Linked DNA regions of Mus musculus: region 1 is linked to region 2. A link is a contact called in public Hi-C data. All regions are on one chromosome and are shown on one strand. Each heading gives the region's core, a stretch centred on a gene start, on an enhancer-like site or on the middle of the called end of the contact. The rest is flanking DNA. Distances are from core to core; before and after follow the strand shown. Region 1 holds the start of Cdkn1c (cyclin-dependent kinase inhibitor 1C (P57)). Region 2 overlaps Kcnq1 (potassium voltage-gated channel, subfamily Q, member 1).

What was found. A called contact is a pair of places that touch in the nucleus more often than the background predicts.
Region 1: a contact with region 2 is called in a Hi-C map of the N1E-115 cell line, with 17 times the contacts expected there. The contact joins the promoter of Cdkn1c here to the enhancer-like site in region 2. A contact is called at or near these places in 6 of 39 promoter capture datasets (embryonic stem cells, epiblast stem cells, hippocampal neurons and 3 more), 16 of 484 Hi-C or Micro-C datasets (ECoMG-derived neutrophils, the G1E-ER4 cell line, the HL-1 cell line and 12 more), 19 of 115 datasets of contacts at active chromatin or transcription factors (bone marrow-derived macrophages, cardiomyocytes, craniofacial prominence and 10 more) and 5 of 9 other capture datasets (adipose tissue, embryonic stem cells, liver and 2 more).

Annotation. Positions count from the first base shown.
Region 1 is chr7:143,459,581-143,462,438 of GRCm38.p6, reverse strand. Cdkn1c (cyclin-dependent kinase inhibitor 1C (P57)) reads left to right here and starts at 1,389. Exons shown (of 4, transcript NM_001161624.1): 1 at 1,389-1,586; 2 at 1,723-2,644. The coding sequence starts at 1,732.
Region 2 is chr7:143,264,592-143,267,351 of GRCm38.p6, reverse strand. All of the region lies in intron 11 of Kcnq1 (potassium voltage-gated channel, subfamily Q, member 1), which reads right to left. It overlaps Kcnq1ot1 (KCNQ1 overlapping transcript 1), which reads left to right. Exons shown (of 1, transcript NR_001461.5): 1 at 1-2,760. Among named protein-coding and RNA genes, the nearest start is that of Kcnq1ot1, 31 kb to the left of the region's middle. Within about 2 kb of position 1,336, at least 8 of the 459 cell types and tissues checked have an H3K27ac peak or open chromatin away from gene starts, as enhancers often do. A contact at or near this core is called in the N1E-115 cell line, where this site is marked.

The sequences.
Region 1 (2,858 bases), core at 140-2,639, 200 kb before region 2:
GTTCATGAGGCCCCTTGAAAGCCCTCATTAGTTTTATTTTACTCAAGAAAATTACTGTGACATACCAATGCCCTGAGAGATTTGTAATATGGTGTACCGAGAAAAAGAAATCCTTACAGGTCACAGGCTCTGGTCTCTCCACCAGAGCAGCTTCCAAACCCCGTCTCTCACCTGTTCCAGGACAGTCTGGCCCCTGGCTTCAGGGTTTGACTTGACTCCCGGGTTGGCCCAACTTACCTAACCCTGTAAATAGGGTTCTGTCTCAAAAGTCTCACAGGCATCTCTGCTGGGAGCTGAGAGCTTGGGGCTCTGCAGGGCCTTTCAAGTATGTCCGGAAGTCCTGGTTCCCCAGGGCGGGGGGAGGGGGCCAGCTCCTGGCACATGCCTGAGTCACCTTCTCGACTCCCTGCCCTAAATAATGAACTCCTTTTGGCGGCGGTAGCGGAGGCAGCAGGGGCGGGGGGCGGGGGGGGGGCTCTGTCAGGCCATGTCGGGTGTGTTTGTGTGAGTATTCAGGGCCCCACCAAGAGGCACTGCTGTGGAGGAGGGGTCATTCTCTCTTTTCTAGCATAACTACTTCCAGCCAACTAAGGTAGGCAGAACTGGGGGTCGAATATGGCCTGACCCAAACCTAAGGTCCTAGGCATCTATCAGTGATGTAGGTACAGGCTAGGATGGGCCCAACTTGTGTCTCATCTCCCGGGTAGGTGGGCCTATTATAGACCAGGCTACAGATCTTTTAGATCTCTACAGTATTGTTCCTCAGGAAAAGAATGGATGTGACCCCTGTCTCTAACTCCGTGATAGAGGGTCTTAGGGCCAGCAGGTGTGCAGATGCCTCGAAGGCAGATACTTAGGCCTGGGTGTAGAGGGTGGATCCAGCCACGGTACTGCCAGGACCAGGACCCAGCTGGTAGTAGTAGGTTAAAGCCCTAATCAGTTGGTGCAGTCCTAGGGCTAGCGCGGGCTGCGGGGACCGAGGGACCTTCACCGACGTCGGCATCGCCGAGGGGCTGTGCCCAGCTCCATGGTCCGAGGGGGCGCGCGCGTCGCGGCTGCGCGAGCCCCCGCCTGCAGACAAAGGAGCCCGCGGGGGGCGGGGGGGGGGATGGGGCGAGGGGGAGGGGCGTCGCGGTGTCACGTTACCGCCCGCAGAGCTCTTTAACTCGAGCCCCGCCCCTTGTCCCGCGCAGCCCGCTCGCCGTGCGGCCGCCAATCAGCGCCCGCCCGTCACCCGCCCCGCCCGGCCCCGGGGGTGTGTGCGCGCAGCCAATGAGCGTGGCGCGGGGGCAGGGCCTCTGTGGGCGGGGCGGGCTGCACCCTCCAATCGCCGCGGTGTTGTTGAAACTGAAAATACTACATTATGCTAATCGTGAGGAGGCCCGCGCGCGCGGGGGTGGGGCCAGCGCGTATAAAGGGGCGCAGCGGGCTGGGCGTTCCACAGGCCGAGTGCGCTGTGCTCGAGGGGTGCCGGCTAGGCCCGACTGAGAGCAAGCGAACAGGCAGGCAAGCTCCGAGGGGGCGCGGCCCAAGCTGGACAGGACAAGCGATCCAGACGCAGGAGCCGTCCATCACCAATCAGCCAGGTAGCCGCTGCGTCCTTAGGCAGAGGCGGACGCGGGCTGTGCAAGGGGTCTCACCCACGCCCAGCCTCCGCCCTCCTCCTCTCCCCTCTTCCTTCTCCTCCCGTTCCCTTCTTTCTCGCTGCCCGCGTTTGCACAGCCTTCGACCATGGGCATGTCCGACGTGTACCTCCGCAGCAGAACAGCGATGGAACGCTTGGCCTCCAGCGATACCTTCCCAGTGATAGCGCGTAGCAGCGCCTGCCGCAGCCTCTTCGGGCCTGTAGACCACGAGGAGCTGGGCCGCGAGCTGCGGATGCGCCTGGCCGAGCTGAACGCCGAGGACCAGAACCGCTGGGACTTCAACTTCCAGCAGGATGTGCCTCTTCGAGGCCCTGGTCGTCTGCAGTGGATGGAGGTGGACAGCGAGTCTGTGCCCGCCTTCTACCGCGAGACGGTGCAGGTGGGGCGCTGTCGCCTGCAGCTGGGGCCCCGGCCACCCCCGGTGGCCGTGGCTGTCATCCCGCGTTCTGGGCCGCCGGCTGGCGAGGCCCCCGACGGCCTAGAGGAGGCGCCTGAGCAGCCGCCCAGCGCCCCAGCCTCGGCCGTGGTCGCGGAGCCCACCCCACCCGCGACCCCGGCCCCGGCTTCAGATCTGACCTCAGACCCAATTCCGGAGGTGACCCTGGTCGCGACCTCCGACCCGACTCCGGACCCGATCCCGGACGCGAACCCGGACGTGGCGACTCGGGACGGCGAGGAACAGGTCCCTGAGCAGGTCTCTGAGCAGGGCGAGGAGTCGGGTGCTGAGCCGGGTGATGAGCTGGGAACTGAGCCGGTCTCTGAGCAGGGCGAGGAGCAGGGCGCAGAGCCGGTCGAGGAGAAGGACGAGGAGCCGGAGGAGGAGCAGGGCGCGGAGCCGGTCGAGGAGCAGGGTGCGGAGCCGGTCGAGGAGCAGAATGGGGAGCCGGTCGAGGAGCAGGACGAGAATCAAGAGCAGCGCGGCCAGGAGCTGAAGGACCAGCCTCTCTCGGGGATTCCAGGACGTCCTGCACCCGGGACTGCTGCGGCCAATGCGAACGGTGCGATCAAGAAGCTGTCGGGGCCTCTCATCTCCGGTGAGCCCCGCACGGCCCCGCCCCGGCCCGGCCTCGCTTTGTCCGGCCGGCCGGGCTCTCCCTCGCCCTCGGGGGCCTCGCCCGGTCCCCGCCTCCTCCCGTGGCATTAAAGGGCCCGCGGCGCTTAGGGCGCGGTTGCGCCCGCACCCCTTTCCTACTGGTAGGGGTGCAGCTAAGG
Region 2 (2,760 bases), core at 87-2,586:
TCTCAGTATAGGATATAGATGTCTTACAGAGATCTATAAAGAAATGAGAATATAGAATGGGGCTTAGCTCACTGCAAATTACAGATACCACTCTGATGTTATGAGAAGCCAGGATGGCTAAAAAGGAAATAGTGAAAAATTCCAAGTGTGTGTGAGGATGTGGAAAAAAGTGGAATATTCACATGCTGCCAAGCAGGGGTAAAAGTTGGGGTGACTGCCATGGGAAACAGCTGATCCCGCAATGACCCAGCACTTCTCGGCATACAATTAGCAGAGATAGCCATAACTTTTACCAGACACATATATGTAGAATATTCTTAGTAACTCACTACCCAGATCTGCCCAGTGGTCATGGGTAGTAGAATGAAAGAGCAAATCACAGGCCACTCAGAACAGAGTGTCAACGATCAAAAGGCTCCCGAGACCACTGTTTTCTTCAGCCTCACTGGGAGGGGTGGGTGGTTCTCAGACATCAGAGTGAATGAAAGTGCCAGATACATGTGTGTGCCGTGTGCGATCTAGCCATGTAGATTTCAAACTCGGGCAAAGAAGGCTGTTGTGCTGGGAAGTGAGCTTATGGTTTGTTCTTGGTGTGTCCATGATAGGAAATGGGATCTAGGGGACTCCCTGGGGATTCTACTGCTTTCTTTGGATGCTTGGCTCTCAGGTAGGGAGAATGCAGTAGGTTTGTACTGGAAATCTGTATACGTTACTCTTTTGATGTGTTCCCTTTCTACTATAAGTAAGTTTGTAACCCAGTGCTCTATAGAAGACAGTATTTTCTGAGCTTTAGTAGAGACACAACACGGTACAAGCCCAGAGGGACTGGCCTTGCCGCCTGACTACCACCTTGTTTAGAAGGATATATTACTCCAGTACCCCTGACCAGACCACCAGCAGTCCCTATTGTTCAGTTTCCACTTCCAGCTCTAGGCAAAGCAAACAGAAGATGTATTTGAGGGGCTCTCTCTGTTTTTCAGAGTACCTTTCTTTTATGGTATCGGTGTAGTATGTACTGTCACACTACTCTCCCTGGCTTCTCTGTCTCCCTCAGAACAATTCTAGGAGGTTGCTGCATCCCTTTTCATGTGCTTAGATGAAGGAAGTGAAACTAGGGAAGGTTAGGGGCACTGGGGGCTGCCTATAGCTGGGCCAGTGCAGGCTGGGAGCCAGATTGAGGGCATTCGATTCCCAGTCCCTCTCTTTCCCACTGAGCCACTGAGCCACTCCGCCTCGCTTTTAATTTAATTAGGAGAACATTTAATCCCCCGTGCATTTCAGAGACGGGTTTGAGCCTGGCCGGGGCCTTGTGGGGCTCTGACAGGGATCCTGTGACTCATACAGCCTTGCACAGCCCTCCCGGGAGGGCTCTCATGGGGCTTCTTTGGCACCTTATGCAGACAGAGGTGGTCTGGATATTCACAGAAGACAGGACACTAGTCTGGAAAGACAAACTGGTCTCATCTGTTCTTGACAAGTCCCCTTCCCTATCCTCCTGGACACTGCCCCCAACATGGCCCCTCCATCTTCTCCCATCATCATTTGCAGGTTGAGAAGCCAAGTAAGAGAAATGGGTGCTCACTGAGGTACCACAGCAGGCCCTGATTGTCTCCAGGCCCTGAATATCCCAGGCAAAGCAGTCCCATCAGAAGAGCTAGCCCCCTAGTCCACTAATGCTCCCCTTCCAGAAGGCATAGGCTGGCCCCAGCCTCGCTGACAAACGCAGAATTCAGGAGACATTAGTAGTGATGTGGATGAAAGCCAGGCCACAGCGGGCCTCCCTGGAAAAGAGAAACTCGAACGTCTTGGCGTGAGATTCTGCAGGGTCCAGGAGAAAGTTGAAGACATGGAAATTCTAATTAACGCACGAGGGGCTGGTTTTGCTCAAAGATTTTTGAAGCTGTCATGTCAAAAGAGGCCCGGCAAGCACATGCTCGCCCGGGAGGTGCTTGTGGGCACCTGGTGGGATTCTTGCAATGTCCTAGCCTGTATTCTTACTTTCCCTCTGTCCTCTAGACTTTTCTCCACCCATCTTGGTAAACTGGTGGCCCCTGAATGTCATCCCAGAGTGGGATGGCAGGCTGGTTAGTAAATAAATGTTGAGGCTTCCAGTTGAAAATGTCACATCAAAAAAGTCTGAGGGCTCAGGAACCAACCTCTTGGAAGAAACCTTTAGGGAAACTACATGGCAGAGCCAGGCTGAGCTATAGGCTGCTGTGCTTGTGGTAGGCTTGGCATTTGGGGATGTTCATCTTAGATATCCTTGTGCAACGGATGGGGCAATGGTTCCAGACAAGTTCTGATTGATTCATCGGCTGGAGGGTGGGGTGAAGTGGCTGTAGGAGAAGCTCACTGAGGTCAAACCCAGACATGCTTCTTTAGCGTTGAGCTATAGGTGCTCATGTCCTGGGCCCTGTGTATGTCTCGGCATCTATGGGACGTACCTGGAGACCTTGCTTCATTTCAGGCAAGGCTAATGATGTGCTTTCTGTGTCAGAGTAGGACTGGCAATCTTAGGGTTCTTTCATCCTGGAGTTTTGGGGAGTGCTGGAAAAAGAGTGGCCATGAGCAGCCACAACACTCTGCTGCTTGCCTGACCCAGGCTAGAATCAGGGAGCTTTGATGATAGCCTCAAGATGATGTGAGAGGCATTCCTGGGGAAAGGGAGGACTGAGTAGACACTGGAAAGATGTGCAATTCTGATGGCTACAGGACCGACAAGGACATTCCAGCTGGTGGGATGCAAATGAGCCCTTGCCA